Linked DNA regions of Mus musculus: all the other regions are linked to region 3. The links are chromatin contacts, called in public promoter capture Hi-C maps. All regions are on one chromosome and are shown on one strand. The core of a region is the stretch at or near the end of the contact, and the rest is flanking DNA. Distances in the headings are between cores, read along the strand shown. Region 1 overlaps Ankrd12 (ankyrin repeat domain 12). Region 2 overlaps Rab31 (RAB31, member RAS oncogene family). Region 3 overlaps Twsg1 (twisted gastrulation BMP signaling modulator 1).

The links. Capture Hi-C pulls out chosen DNA fragments and counts their contacts.
Region 1: a contact with region 3 is called in a promoter capture Hi-C map of adipose tissue. The contact joins two enhancer-like sites. A contact is called at or near these places in 1 of 484 Hi-C or Micro-C datasets (Th1 cells) and 2 of 9 other capture datasets (adipose tissue and liver).
Region 2: a promoter capture Hi-C map of adipose tissue shows a contact between it and region 3. The contact joins two enhancer-like sites. A contact is called at or near these places in 1 of 484 Hi-C or Micro-C datasets (uterus) and 1 of 9 other capture datasets (adipose tissue).

What each region holds. Positions count from the first base shown.
Region 1 is chr17:66,057,841-66,062,803 of GRCm38.p6, reverse strand. All of the region lies in intron 1 of Ankrd12 (ankyrin repeat domain 12), which reads left to right. Among named protein-coding and RNA genes, the nearest start is that of Ankrd12, 17 kb to the left of the region's middle. Within about 2 kb of position 1,348, at least 19 of the 459 cell types and tissues checked have an H3K27ac peak or open chromatin away from gene starts, as enhancers often do. A contact at or near this core is called in adipose tissue, where this site is marked.
Region 2 is chr17:65,715,040-65,719,983 of GRCm38.p6, reverse strand. It overlaps Rab31 (RAB31, member RAS oncogene family), which reads left to right. Exons shown (of 7, transcript NM_133685.2): 3 at 2,421-2,502. Among named protein-coding and RNA genes, the nearest start is that of Rab31, 55 kb to the left of the region's middle. Within about 2 kb of position 2,148, at least 21 of the 459 cell types and tissues checked have an H3K27ac peak or open chromatin away from gene starts, as enhancers often do. A contact at or near this core is called in adipose tissue, where this site is marked.
Region 3 is chr17:65,930,689-65,935,650 of GRCm38.p6, reverse strand. All of the region lies in intron 3 of Twsg1 (twisted gastrulation BMP signaling modulator 1), which reads left to right. Among named protein-coding and RNA genes, the nearest start is that of Twsg1, 18 kb to the left of the region's middle. Within about 2 kb of position 3,705, at least 132 of the 459 cell types and tissues checked have an H3K27ac peak or open chromatin away from gene starts, as enhancers often do. A contact at or near this core is called in adipose tissue, where this site is marked.

The sequences.
Region 1 (4,963 bases), core at 99-2,598, 130 kb before region 3:
ACAGTCCTGCAGCCTTGATGGCTTCTTCCGGCTGTTCCACAAAAGTGACGCATACACATGCTTGCAGGCAAGACAGCCACACACATAGAAATGACTACTCTTAGAGCTCGACGTGGTAGTGCACACCTTTAATACTCATAAGGCCGAGGATGACAGACCTCTTGTGAATTCAGGTCCAATCTGGTCTACATAGTAAGTTCTAGATCAGCCAGGGCTATACAGTGAGATCTTGCCCCAAATGAATGAATGAATGAATGAATGAATGAATACAAAATAATTAAAAAAAAAAAAAGAAATCTCAGGGCGGGAGAGATAGCTCAGAAGTTAAGAGCACTGACTGCTCTTCCAGAGGACCCTGGTTCAGTTCCCAGCACACACATCGCAGCTCACAACTGTCTATAACTCCAGTTCCAGGGGATCCAACACTCTCAACACAGATATATGTACAAGCAAAACACTAATGCATATTAAAAAAATAAATCACTTAGAAAAATTGAAATCTCCTTAAGTGATTTAAATGGTACAGAAAATAGAATACTAAATGTAAGGCTGAACATTTCAAATTCAGCTTCAGCTCTGGATGTACTCCCCAGAGGTAATTTTATCTCCATCTCTGCATGTAGTTTTCCAACAGTCGCTTGTCTTTTCCTCTGACTTGCTGGGAGTCTCCTTTTAAAGTGTATTCCCAGTGTATCTCTACCTTCTGTAATGAATTCTTCACTCTTCTCCTACTGACTCTGTTGTGCATTGTATATAGCAGTTAACAATTTCTGGCCAGGGAACATGTTAAGATTGCAAACGTGACCGAAAAATTTACTTTGAAAAAGTGTTTTTATTTTTCTTTTGAGCTGTTCTCACTATGTAGTCCTGCCTGGATGGCCTGGGACTTGCTGTGTATACAGGCTAGGCTTAAATGGAAGAGATCCACTGCCTGTCTCCAGAGTACTGGGATTTACTTTGAAATTTAATGAATGTTTTACTTCCACTCTGTTGGGTATGCAGAGGAGATTTGATAACGTTAGACTGAGAGCCTCCTAACAAAAGGATCATTTTAAGGTTGGTCTGGTAGCGTTGTGTAGTGGGTCTGTGAGGCAGCAGAGAAGGCGGAGGCATTTGGAGTGATCTTTCCCTCCTCGTAACTATGTGTTACTGAGACTTTCTTTTACCTTCGGGAGCCTACTGGTTTGTAAAAGGAGAACGGGCGAGAGTTGCTTTTAGGATTTGGAGGTTGTGCTCCACCTCTTCTGGAATCTAAGCTTTTTCCTCTGTCAGTGGAAAAGTGACTGGAGTTGATACCAGATACTTTGAGCCTTGGTGATTTTTCTTTACTTTCTTTTGCCAAGAATGGAGGGGAAGGTACCATTTCCTTTTGAGCTACTGCAGCCCTCTACTGGATTGTGGGGGTTGCAGCAATTTTAGAATCTGTTAGGGCAAAAAGAGCATTAGTGAACTTAAACTTGCTTTGGCAAGTCATCTATACCAACACTTTTTCCCATTATTTTATTTACTTACTTCACATCCCAATCGCAGCCCCCCACCCTGCCCCCCTCTCCTCTCAGTCCTATCCTCACAAACCCTCTCCCCCTAATATACCTCCCCTTCTGAGAGTACCAACCTGGCACATGAAGTTGCAGCAGGACTAGAGGCATCCTTTCCCACTGAGGCCAGACAAGGTAGCCCACCTAGAGGAAAGGGACCCGAAGGCAAGCAACGGCCCCCCTCCAATTATTAGGGGACCCACATGAAGACCAAGCGGTACATTTGCTGCATACGTGCAGGGGACCTAAGTCCAGCCCATGCATGCTCTTTGGTTGGTGGTTTAGTCTCTGTAAGACCCCATGGGCCAAGGTTAGTTGACTTTGTAGGTCGTCTTATGGTGCCCTGCACCCCTCCAGATCCATCAGTGCTCCCCTAATTCTTTTCTTTTTTTATTAGATACTTTCTTTATTTACATTTCAAATGTTATTCCCCCTTCTGGGTTTCCCCTCCTAAAACCCCCTATTCCCCACACCCTTGCTCACCCCCACCTCCTGACCCTGGCAATTCCCCTATACTGGGGCATAGAACCTTCACAGGACCTAGGGCCTCTCCTCCCATTGATGACCAACTAGGCCATCCTCTGCTACATATGCAGCTAGAGCATGAGTCCCACCATGTGTTTTCTTTGGTTGGTGGTTTAGTCCCAGGGAGCTCTGGGGGTACTGGTTAGTTCATATTGTTGTTCCTCCCATGGGGCTACAAACCCCTTCAGCTTCTTGGGTACTTTCTCTAGCTCCTTTCCTCTGTGCTCAGTCCAATGGATGGCTGTGAGCATCCACTTCTGTATTTGTCAGGCACTAGCACAGCCTCACAGGAGACAGTTATATCAGGCTCCTATCAGCAGGCTCTTGTTGGCATCCAAAATAGTGTCTGGTTTTGATGGTTGTTTATGGGATGTATCCCCAGGTGGGGCAGTCTCTGGATGGTCCTTCCTTCAGTCTCTGCTCCACACTTTGTAACTCCTTCCATGGGTGTTTTGTTCCCCATTCTAAGAAGGAACGAAGTAGGCCGGGCATGGTGGCGCATGCCTTTAATCCCAGCACTCGGGAGGCAGAGGCAGACAGATTTCTGAGTTCGAGGCCAGTCTGGTCTACAAAGTGAGTGCCAGGACAGCCAGGGCTACACAGAAAAACCCCGTCTCGAAAAAAACAAAAAAACAAACAAACAAACAAACAAAAAAGGAACGAAGTATCCACGCACTGGTCTTCCTTCTTCTTGAGTTTCATGTGTTTCATGAATTGTATCTTGGTTATTCCGAGCTTCTGGGCTTGAGTGCATATCATGTGTGTTCTTTTGTGATTGGGTTACCTCACTCAGGATGATATCCTCCAGAACCATCCATTTGCCCAAGAATTTCATAAATTCATTGTTTTTAATAGTTGAGTAGTACTCCATTCTGTACCACATTTTCTGTATCCAATCTTCTGTTGAGGGACATCTGGGTTCTTCCCAGCTTCTGGCTATTATAAATAAGGCTGCTATGAACATAGTGGAGTATGTGTCCTTATTACAAGTTGGAGCATCTTTTGGGTATATGCCCAGGAGTGGTATAGCTGGGTCCTCAGGAGTACTTTGTCCAATTTTCTGAGGAACCACCAAACTGATTTCCCAAGTGGTTGTACCAGCTTGCAATCCCACCAGCAATGGAGGAGTGTTCCTCTTTCTTCACATCCTCTCCAACATGTGTTGTCACCTGAGGTTTTGATCTAGTGGGATCCAGCTCAAGGGGAGGGCCCAAGGCCTGACACTATTACTGAGGCTATGGAGCGCTCACAAAAAGGGACCTATCATGACTGCCCTCCGAAAGACCCAACAAGCAGCTTAAAGAGTCAGATGCAGATATTTGCACCCAACCAATGGACAGAAGCAGCTGACCCCTATTGTTGAATTAGGGAAGGCTGAAAGAAGCTGCAGGAGGACCAGCAGTGTCAATTAATCTGGACCCCCGAGATCTCTCAAACACTGGACCACCAACCAGACAGCATACACCAGCTGATATGAAGCCCCCAACACACATACAGTAGAGGACTTCTGGGTCTATGTTCATTCAGAGATGATGCACTTAACCCTCACGAGACTGGAGGTCCCAGGGTGTTTAGAGGTCAGGTGCAGTTCGGGGTGGGAGCACTCCCATCCACGTGGAGACCGGATGGGGAGGGGAGGAGGTGTGGGATATGGAGCCGTCGGAGTGTGGATGGGGGAAAGGAATATGGAGTGTAAAAAATAAATTAAAAATAAAAAAGTCTCAAAAAAAAAAAAAAAGAAAGAAGAAAAGAAAGCTGGCTGTAACAGCTGGCCTCTGATATTTCTAGGAGGCGCACTCTCAGGGCAAACTTCCTGTTCCTTTGGGCCTTACATACAGGCTTTGCTTTTCTGTAGTGATTCTGAGCTTTAGGTGCAGAATTTGTGCAGTCTTCTCAGTTGAGGCTGGTATTATACAGTCTCCTGTTCTACGTTTTCATTGGTTGTGTTTTCTGTAGTGGTCCTTGTCTGTTTCAAACAAGCTTCTTTGATAAGGGATGAGAACTTCATTTATGAATGGCTAGAAGCTAAACATTTAGATTATAGCTAGCTATCATGCTGTTTGGTAAAGTGGCGGGTATACTCCCAAGATCCATGACTCCAGCAGCTCTGGGTAGTTGGCTAGGTTTTCAGTACCAGATATGGTTTCCCTCTTGTTGAGGAGTCCCCACGTCCAAGTAGAAAGCTGTTGGTTTCTACCAAGGTATGCATGTCACTATTGCACCCCCATCGTTATCACACCATGCTGGTCTGTGTGGTTCAGAGGCATCAGAGTGGGGTAGGAATAATAATTGCCTCCCTCCCTTGCCATGGCACCTTCTAGTACCATGAGAAGCAGTCCTCGGGGACAGGGCTTCTTCAGACCACATCCAGCTGAGGTCCCCTGGGTCCTGTGTCTAAGCAGTGTGATATTTTCCGCAAAAGGAACTTACCTCCAAAGGGCAGATGGCAATGTTTCCAATGAAACTATATATATGTACATAGAGTTTATCTTTAATTGTATATGTTTTTGTCAGTGTGGAGACATGCACATGAGTATTGGTCCCCACGGAGGCCAGAGGCATTGGAACTGGAGTTTTACATGGTTTGAGTGGCCTGACATGGATGGAAACCAAACTTGGGTTCCCTAGAAGCACGGTGTGTGCTCCTAACCACTGGGCCTCCTCTCTGACCACTTGTTTGATTATTTCTACTGATAGATTAAATGCAGTGAATAAATGCTAATTGCTTCTTTACATAATTTGAATTCATTTTTAAAACTTTGTAACTGGAACCTGAAGTGTAGCTGTCACTGAGCCTACTTGTTTTGCTCACTCCCTATACTCTGGTGATTATACTTTTATCTTTTTTGTTGACTGACTGTTCCTCTACTAATGGTTTTCTTTGCTGTGCAGGTTTTACT
Region 2 (4,944 bases), core at 899-3,398, 210 kb after region 3:
ACACACTGATTGTGAAGTGCACTGACTCAGAGGCAGCTATGCCACGGGCTATGTCCAGGCATGAAAGCTGCATCCCTTGAGCTTCCTGCACAGCCTGCACACACGATCATGTATGCAGCAGCTCTGTGAGTAGGTGTTTCTTCCCCACAGAAGTTGTGATCTTGTGAAACTTGTTTTACTATATTACAGAAGAGTATTTACTGGGGGAGGGTGATGCTTGCACACACAGCACAGTGCACACGTGGAGGTCAGAGGACAACTTGAAGGAGTTGATTCTCTCCTTCTATCCTGTGGGTCCTGAGGGTCAAACTCAGGGTTTCAGGCTTGGTGGCACACACTGTGTTATGAGTCTACTCAGTGTTCCATGGTGGATGCTATGTTCTTGTATAACTTTCTATAGACCTAATTTTTTTTCTTTTCTGTTTTATTTTTTAAAGATTTATTTATTTATTTCATGTATGTGAGTACACTGTTGCTATCTTCAGACACACCAGAAGAGGGCATTGGATCCCCATTACAGATGGTTGTGAGCCACCATGTGGTTGCTGGGAATTGAACTCAGGACCTCTGGAAGAGCAGTCAGTGTTCTTAACCACTGAGCCATCTCTCCAGCCCACTGTTTTTTGGTTGTTTTTGTTGTTGTTGTTTTTAAATGAATGAGATACTTTAGCCCATAGAAGAAAGTCTATTAAATTATTAAATATTCTGTGTATTTGGTTTTTACCCCTTTATGAGCACTAAGAAAATAAATGCTTATTCAGAGAAAATAGGTAGATAAGGATAGCCAGTAGTTTCTGACTCATGCCTTGAAGTCCCTCCTTTGTGATAGAAGCATACGTGTGTTTTGTTTTTTATCCCTCTGCTGGATATTCTGTGTCAACTTGACACAGGCTAAAGTCATCTCAGGAGAGAGAACCTCGATTGTGAACATTGCTCCATAAAATAGGACTATAGGCAAGACTGTTGGACATTTTCTTAATTAGTGATGGATGTGGGAGGGCCCAGACCATTGTGGGTGGTGCGATCTCTGTCCTGGGTTCTATAAGAAAGCAGGCTGAGCAAGCTATGGGGAGCAAGCCAGTAAGCAGCACCCCTTCATGGCCTCTGCATCAGCTTCTGCCTCCAAGTTCCTGTCCAGTTTGACTTCCTGTCCAGACTTCCTCCAATGCTGAACAGCGATGTGGAAATGTAAGCCAGTAAACCCTTGCTTTGGTTGGTATTTCATCATAGCAATGCAAACCTTGACTTAGGCAATCCCTACATTGATGCAGATAGGTTGAGATTTAGATCTATTCTTCCATTACTTGCTGCTGGTATTGAATGTCAGCACAGGGACTATGGTAAGACAGCTTTCTTTTCATACTGTTTTGAAGTCAAAGTCTTAAAGTGATAAGACATTTTTTTCCTCATACTTGTTTTAATAGTAAGGCTTTAATATCTAAGGCTAGACATTCAACATTTCCCTGATACCCAGAGACTATTACTCTAGGACAATTGACTCTGTTTCTACATGCATTTTCTTTTATTATGTTTATTTATTTTATGGGCATGAGTATTTTGTTTGCATGTACTTATGCACAATACGTAAGTGCAGTGCCTAAGGAAGCCAGAAGAAGGTATTGGATCCCTTGGAAATGAAGTTACAGATGGCTGTGAGCTCCTGTGTGAATGCTGGGGCCCAAACTAAGGTCCTCTGCAAGTGCCTTCGGTACTCTTAACCTTTGAGCCATCCCTCCAGTCTACACACTTTCATGAAGCTTCCACTACCCCACCTTAGCTCCAGGAACTAGCAGCACTACCAGCCCTGACCCAGCTTCCTGTGAATCCATGGATAAAAGACACACAGACACACACAGGTTGCTCATTTTCAACTAGCCTTCTGACACAATTGCTGGGTGCTGCTATCTCCCGTCTGGAAAAGTGTGCCCTTATCAGTATTCTTAGCTCTGTACCTCCCACCTGCCCTAAACTTTAGTTGATCAGTTACATCTAGTCCCTGTTAACATCCCTGACAGACACACAGGCTGCCACTCCTCCCTCGATCTCACATGGCTTCTTGGCTTTTCTCTCTCTGAAGCATGGTGAACTCCTCCCTTGCATCTGTCTCTTTTCCTCCAGGGAGTCCTGCCTATTCCTTCTGCCCAGCAATTGGCCCATGACTTCTTGACTGACAGATCAAGAACCCACTGGGAACGGGACAGCATCAGAACCACCCCTGCACACACATTTTGTTTTGTTTCGTTTTGAAACTTCAGCTGGATTATATAAAATACAGACCTTTTATCTGCAGTGGCCTCTCTCTCATTACTTCTTGTTTAGGGACAAGGGTTCTTAGGGTCATTTTGAGGCATAATAACAGGAACTGAGGCTCCTAAGTCTGTGGAGTTTCGATGATGCAGAATGGTTGACTCTCTTTTCAGGGCATCTTTCATGACCAAAACCGTGCCTTGTGGAAATGAACTTCACAAATTCCTCATCTGGGACACCGCTGGCCAGGAGCGGGTAAGTACATGCTACTTCTGGCTTTCTAGGGACAAAATGGAGCCAGCTTCTGCATTAATATACACACATGCATGTACACACACATATACATACACACACGTGCACGCACACACATATACATACACACAAGTGCACACACACACACACATGCATGCACACACACAAATACATACACACACGTGCACACACACGCACTCACACACACACACACATGAAAGGTTTATTTCACCATCTGAAAACAACTGCTAGGTGATACAGTCCAAGAAATAAAAAGCAAATAGGTCATTTTAAACAAAACTTTGCTTCTCACTTAAATTTGAATAAGCATGGTATTTCTAGAAGTTGGTATTGAAACCAAGATTGCTTTACAGAAAAATACAGATTCTGCATTTTCGTTGGCTGTAGTTTTCTGTCATGGCCTCCATCTGCTTCGTAGATGAGGGGTGAGGACTGTACTTAACTATGAGTATCAAAGTAACAAATATCAAAAATGTAATAGGAATTATGCTGGCTTAATAAAGTGGTGATTGAGCCAGAGCAGCACGTTGTTCTTCAGTGACAGGGTCCTAAGTGAGAGGTGGCCAGGAAATGAGACGATAAAGAAGATAGGAAAGGGGCTGGAGAGATGGCTCAGTGGTTAAGAGCACCAACTGCTCTTCCAAAGTCCTGAGTTCAAATCCCAGCAACCACATGGTGGCTCACAACCATCTGTAACAAGATCTGATGCCCTCTTCTGGAGTGTCTGATGACAGCTACAGTGTACTTACATATAATAAATAAATGTCTTTTTTTTTTAAAGATAGGAAAGTTTGAGATAAGGAGGTTTTGAATAAGCTCGTGGCTCTTAAAAGCAGGCTAGTAGGAAGTACAGTATCTTATATATTACTTTCTGGGGTTGAAAAACAAAAACAAAACAAAATGGTCAAAATCAGGAGAAATTATCATACAATGGGACAAAGTCAGCAAGAAACTTAGCAAAGTGTTACACAAGGGGAACACAGCAGCATCCCAAGAGCATTGCAGATGGAGTGCACACAGCAGCCTCGGGGCTTAGAACCATAACCCCATATTGTGGGAAGTGTTGGAGTCTCAGGATCTGAAGCCTAAGCCGCCTCACGGTGCTCACCCCAAAAATGTTCCCGGTTTCAGGGAGGGAGCTGTTTTCCTTCTCCATACACCACGGTCTCGTCGGGGAAGCCTTGGATCCTCAAGCCCAGCCCTTGACAATGGGTTCTCTGCCACAATCCAGGACTTCTCTAGCCCTGGGTACCTGGCTAGGTTTCCAGAACGAGGCTTGGTCTCCCTCTTCTTGAGTGGGTCTTAAGTCCAATCAGAGAGCTGTGGGTTGCTGGCCAGGTGTGTGCACCACCTCTAGAGTCACCGTGCTATGCTGGCTGTTGTGGCCCCTGGGCATCTTAGTTGAGAGGGCCTGTTGTTTGCTTTCAGATCAGTTCCAGCCCAACAGCCTCTGGGCCATGTTTCTAAAGTGTATTGTACTTAGGGGAACACCTCAACATGGGCCCACTGAGGTCTCCCCCAGACCTCCCACATTATAGAACACAATGCCTGGTTGGGATTGAGTTGGGATTCTGAGCCCTCATCTATGCCCATAATCTGAAGGTTTTGTTTTTGCATGAAGTCCCATGCTTCCTGAATGTTCCTTTTCTGATTATTATTATTATTATTATTATTATTATTATTATTACTTTTTCATATTCCTTGCTTATTTGGTTCAGATCTTCTACTTTTTCTTCTGCCTGCAAGGTTGGGACAGAGGCTGTGTGGGCTGGTTGCTTAGACGTTGGAAATGGCTTAGATGGAATGAGACCTGGTAGCTAGAGGGTTAGGCTAGAGTGGTAGATATGCATCCTGGGCCGGACCCTGCCTGTGGAGGTCTATCTGCCTTGATGGGAGGGGAGGTTGGATGTGGTATGGGAAAGGCCTGGTCTAAGATTGACCAAGGTGAGGGCAGTGAGGCCAGACTGAGTTAGGGCACTAGATGTGGGACCTGGGCTGAATCTGGAGGGTCAGAAAGGTCAGGTAGACTCATTGCATCTCTAGACCCTGGAGAAAAAAACGTGTAGAATCTGCCTGGGTCGGGAAAGCAGATGCTCGTCCTGCTTTCTCAAACAACCCAGAACCTAGCCTAGGGGCAGCACCGCCCACAGTGGGCTGGGCCCTCCCATACAGATCATTAATCAAGAAAATGCTTCCATAGCCCAATCTGAGTTTTCTCAGTTGACGTTCCCTTTTCCCAAATGACTCTAGCTTGTTTCAAGTTGACCAGAGAAACTAACCAGGAAAACTTAGACTATTCAAGTCACTGAATGGAAGAATAATCCTTGACTCCATCTGATTTTTATAAATGCTCATGTAATATTCATCCTACAGAAGCCCTCCCTTTAAAACCAGAGTTCCAATATTTTTAGGTTAAAGCATTTT
Region 3 (4,962 bases), core at 2,456-4,955:
CACCTCCTAATGGTGCCAGTCCCTGGGCCAAGCATATTTAAGCCATGACACATGGCTGTAAGCATATCTCTGAGAGCATTAAAGAGCATGAATCCTTTATGAGGTCAGTAAGCTAACTGACCATTAACTTACATGTCTTAATTATCTAACAGTTTACAAGCTTTTATGAGATTAGGATTTTACAGCTTTATGCCTGTTAAGTTTAAGCCTTAAATTTTTGAGTTAAAGATTTAATTGAAGAGCCTTTAGAACCAAAATAAAACTTTAAACTATAAATTTAGTTAATAGAGACTGGGAACTTTATCCCTTTATAGTGCATCATTATAGAATATCAGAACTTTTTATATGACTCAGTTTAAACAAGAGTTGAATCCAAGTGTTACGGTTTGTACGCACTCAGCCCAGGTAGTGGCACTATTAGAAGCTGTGGCCCTGTTGGAGTAGAAGTGTCACTGTGAGTGTGGCCTTTAAGACCCTCACCCTAGCTTCCTGTAAGTTAGTCTTCCACCAGCAGCCTTCACATGAAGATGTAGAACTCTCAGCTCCTCCTGCACCATGCCTGCCTGGATACTGCCATGTTCCCACCTTGATGATACTGGACTGAACCTCTGAACCTGTAAGCCAGCCCCAATTAAATGTTGTCCTTTATAAGACTTGCCTTGGTCATGATGTCTATTCACAGCAGTAAAACCCTAAAACACCAAGTTACATTTACAATATATCCTAAACAAAAGTTATATCACATATAGAGTTATGTTGTAGCAAATTAAAATTACCTATAAATAGGTTTTGAAGTATAAACCTTTTTGTTAAAAGGTTTAAGCCAAATTTTGCTACAGATTTTACAGAATTTTTTTACTATACCCATTGAATTTTCAAATCCTGAGATAAAGACTGTTTACACAATAGTCTTAAAAGACTTCTTGAGAGCAGAGTGTAGAGAAATCATAGTATAACTTTAGGTTTTTCAAACCTTATTTTTAATGATGGTTCTTAAATGCTTCAACCTCCCTGTTAGCCCACCACCCACCAGAGGTAGTGGGAAAGAAAAGATACAGGGGAGGTGGACCTGTTTAGAAAGGTTCTTTAGAGCAACTCCCGCCTGTGTTGTCTGAAAATCTGCAGTTCAGTTCAGTTCACAGATTAGCAGCAACAGCTTGGTCCACTTGCAAACAATTCACTGATACACCAGTAGTCCAGTTCAGTAGAGTCAGGATAGCAACAACAATGGCACAACCTAATAGATAGCCAGGCCTCTGCCTCCGTACATGTCAACAGGAGGGACCCAAAGGGTCACCAGAAGTTCTTGGCTGTGCCTCTCTCAGGGAAGCGAAGATCAGCAAAGATGTGAGACCCACAAAGGTTGCACAGCTAGCTATACCAGCAAGCCAAGCTCTGTCTCCATCACTCTGTGGAGTCCTATTTATGCCCTCCAAACATCAGGTGTCCTCCATGTGGCTTGCCTCAGCGCGTGCATCCAGCCAGCCCGAGTCCGTGGAAGCAGCAAGAAACTGCAGTGAACCACCAGAAGTTTTTTGGTCCATTTCAATCTATGGAGTTCCAACAAATGTTGAAATTAATGTCAGTATTTGGGGCTGGAGACATGGCTCAGTGGTGAAGAGCACTGGCTTCACTTTGAGGACCCAGGTTCAGTTCTACACCTCCATTGATGGCTCACAGCAGTCTATAACTCCAGTTGCAGGGGATCCAGTGCCCTCTTCAGGCCTCCATTGGCACTGCATGCACAGGGTGCATCGATATCACAGCTATGAATGCAGGTAAAACACCCATACACATAAAATGATAAAATAAATATAAACATTAGAATATCATGAACTATAAAACAAACAGATTGAAAATATTACAGGATACTCAAGGAAAGAAAGATTTAAAATAGACGGGTGGGGAGAAAGTCAGCTAGGTGTGGTTGAAGCACACCTTTAATCCCAGCACTCAGGAGGCAGTTAGGCAGATCTGTCTGAGTTTGAGGCCAGCCTGATCTACAAAGCAAGGTCCAGGATACCCAGGACTGTTATACAAAGAAAACTGTCTCTAAATAAATAAACATAAATAAATAAATAAAATTTTAAAGTCAAACAATAATAGAAGAAAACGTCCCAGTTCTGGAGTGAGGGGTTCTTGAAAGACTTCATAGAATGCTGAGCAACTTTAAGAAAGACTTATTTACCTGTAGATAATCCTCTATAAAAATTTATTAGCTTTCAAGTTAAAGAAGATTCTAGAAGATTTTAGAAAAAAAATAATGCCTGGGTGTGATGATCCTGGAAGGCTGAGGTAGGACCCTGTGCGTTCACAGTAAGAACGAGTGTTAGGGAAGGGGCGCACAGACAGGAGGGATGGAGAGGGCAGGCAGGTGCACAGTGCAGAAACACAGCACACACCAACTGCCCTCGGTGTTCATCAGGACCACTGGGTCACTGGGCCACTTGTTTGTAGCCATGTAAGAACTAAGTTTTCTTCTCCTCATATAGTAAGTGAGCGAAGGCTGGAGCTCCACCGTGAGATTCCCATAGATGGTTGCAGAGTGCTGTTACCATGGTTACCACCTCTGCATCCTCTCTTGCCCTCCCCACTCATGCTGGTCCTCTCCTGACTTTGTCCCTTATTAGGCAGGGTCTCACTGTGTAGACCACAATGACCTGGAACTCTCTGTGGTGACCAGGTTGGCTTGAAATTCACAGAGATCCGCCTGCCTCTGCCTCTGAATGCTGGGCTCAAAGGTGTGTGCCAGCACTCCCAGACTTGATGTCTTTTTAAAAAGAAAATTTACATTCCGCATTGGAGAGAAAAATAAAAGCTATAATAGAAGACCAACGAAACATAAATAGGGCAGAAAAACAAAGAGAAAAACACGGATTGAAGAAAAATAGCAGGTTTAACTGAGAGTTCAGTTAAGAACCATTGGAAAACAGCCACACAGGGGACATGGGAGACAGACATCCCTGGCCGAGGCAGTGAGGAAAGGCTCTGAGCTCTCCTGTGAGGAGGAACTAGGCCTTCAGACTCTGAAGCACAAGTTTGAGAGTATATTTTCCTCAAGAAATGTTGAAGCTTTGTTCTATGTTCAACAATCCTAAGCTTAGTAGTACAGACGTACATGTGTGTCAGGCTACTGTCGCAGAGCTCACGTGTGGACGGAGCACAGGTGTCTGTCACAGATGAATGGGTGGCGGTACCGATGTAAAGTGGACGTAGAATTCCTTTAACTAACAACAGCTTAGTGGTCATGAGCCGTTTTTAGTTCATCCTTGTCCTACACTGTTTTATTTCTTCACTTAAAAGGATGAGCTTGCTGGGTTTAACAGTCTTACTCTCAGGACTTGAAATATATCATTCTAACTGACCATGGTGGCATATGCTGTAATCCTAGCACTTGGGAGACTGAGACAGGAGGATAGCCACAAATCTGAGGCCAGCTTGGGCTACATGGTGAATTCAAGGCAAGTCTGTACTGTATAGAGACCCTGTCTCAGAACACACAAACACACACAAGGAGCAGTAAGCAATAGTTTTTCCTTTATTGATACTTTGATGCCCAACATTTTGTCACCCTTGACCTCCATCCCTAACACTCATTCTTTTGTCTGACTTAGTGGTTTGTTGGCGATGCTTTCCAGTGTATTTGTGTTGGAATTATGTGAGGTTTTTATTTGCACGTTGGCTGGGTTTTAGATGTTGAAACTCTCTGTTCTCGTGCCTCACTTCTCATCGGGTCACTGCTGCTCCCTCACGCTACTGCTTTTGATCCAGGCCTGTGGAGTGGATGTTCAGTTCTTTGTCATCTCGGCTGCCTCAGTCTCTTGTGTTGAGCAGCTGTGGCTCTGTGGCGGAAGCTGCCTCTCCTTTTCATGATCCCTATGCTCTGGTGACGGGCATCCTTCCTGAAGCAGCCCACCCTCAGGCTCTGTCGCCCATCCCCCTCAGACTGGAGGAAGCCAGCTGCCCTAAGAGAGTGTGTTGGGCTTTCCATTCTACTCCTTCCCATCCTAGGTGCCAGAGATGCAGTTGCCAGCTGTCCCTAACTGTCCTGTGTCAGTTCTGTCCCTCTGTGCCTCTTAGCTGTCTTGTCACCTTTGTGGGTCCTGACTGTTTCCATCTCTTTCTCTTCCCAGAGTAAAATCTGTCCTTTGTCACCTGACTCTTTGTTCATGGTTGTTTCCAAGAGGCAGCTTCTGTGCCCCACCTTACCTACAGTTCCCCTCCATGTCCTGGCTTTAATGGTCACCATGTAAATTACAAACCTGCCTAGGTTTATAAATGTACAACACTGCATTTTCTGTAATGTAATGATCCCTTTGATGATAAGCACTGGAGTTTTAAGTCTGACCTTTGAACTCAGGCATTCCCCCTGTCTTCTCTGGTTACTGGTTCCTTTTGCCACAGAATCTGACAGAAGACTTGCGTGTGTGTTGAACAGTCTGCTAAGCAGCACTGGCTGTCCGCTGCACTTGAGGCTTACTTGTAGCATATGGTAATTGCGACAGTGAACATGAGAGCGTTGAGTCATGATACTGGCCCTGTTCCTAGATTATGTAATAGCAGACAAGACATTGACTTGATTTGGGCCTGTTTCCTCACTGAGAGTAAAGTGTTCTTACTTGATCATCGAATCTGTGATGCTGCCGTATAATCTAAATTGTTAAGTTAAATTTTATGAGAGATACATGTTATTCTACTCAGCTCTTGCCAAATTCTGTAAGAATATGTAAAAAATAAAGATGGGAAGAGGGAGGGAGGGAAGGAGGGAGGGAGGGAGGGAGAGAGAGAGAGAGAGAGAGAGAGAGAGAATGAATTGATTGATTTATAAAATTTAAAGAATTTACAAATTTTGGCTTAACTTTTCAAACTTTTACTCCAGGGAAGACACAAAGCTCCATATTAGAGATGATCGATACTAAAGTGTGAAGCATGACTGTTTTTAAAGTATAGTAGACAAGGAGT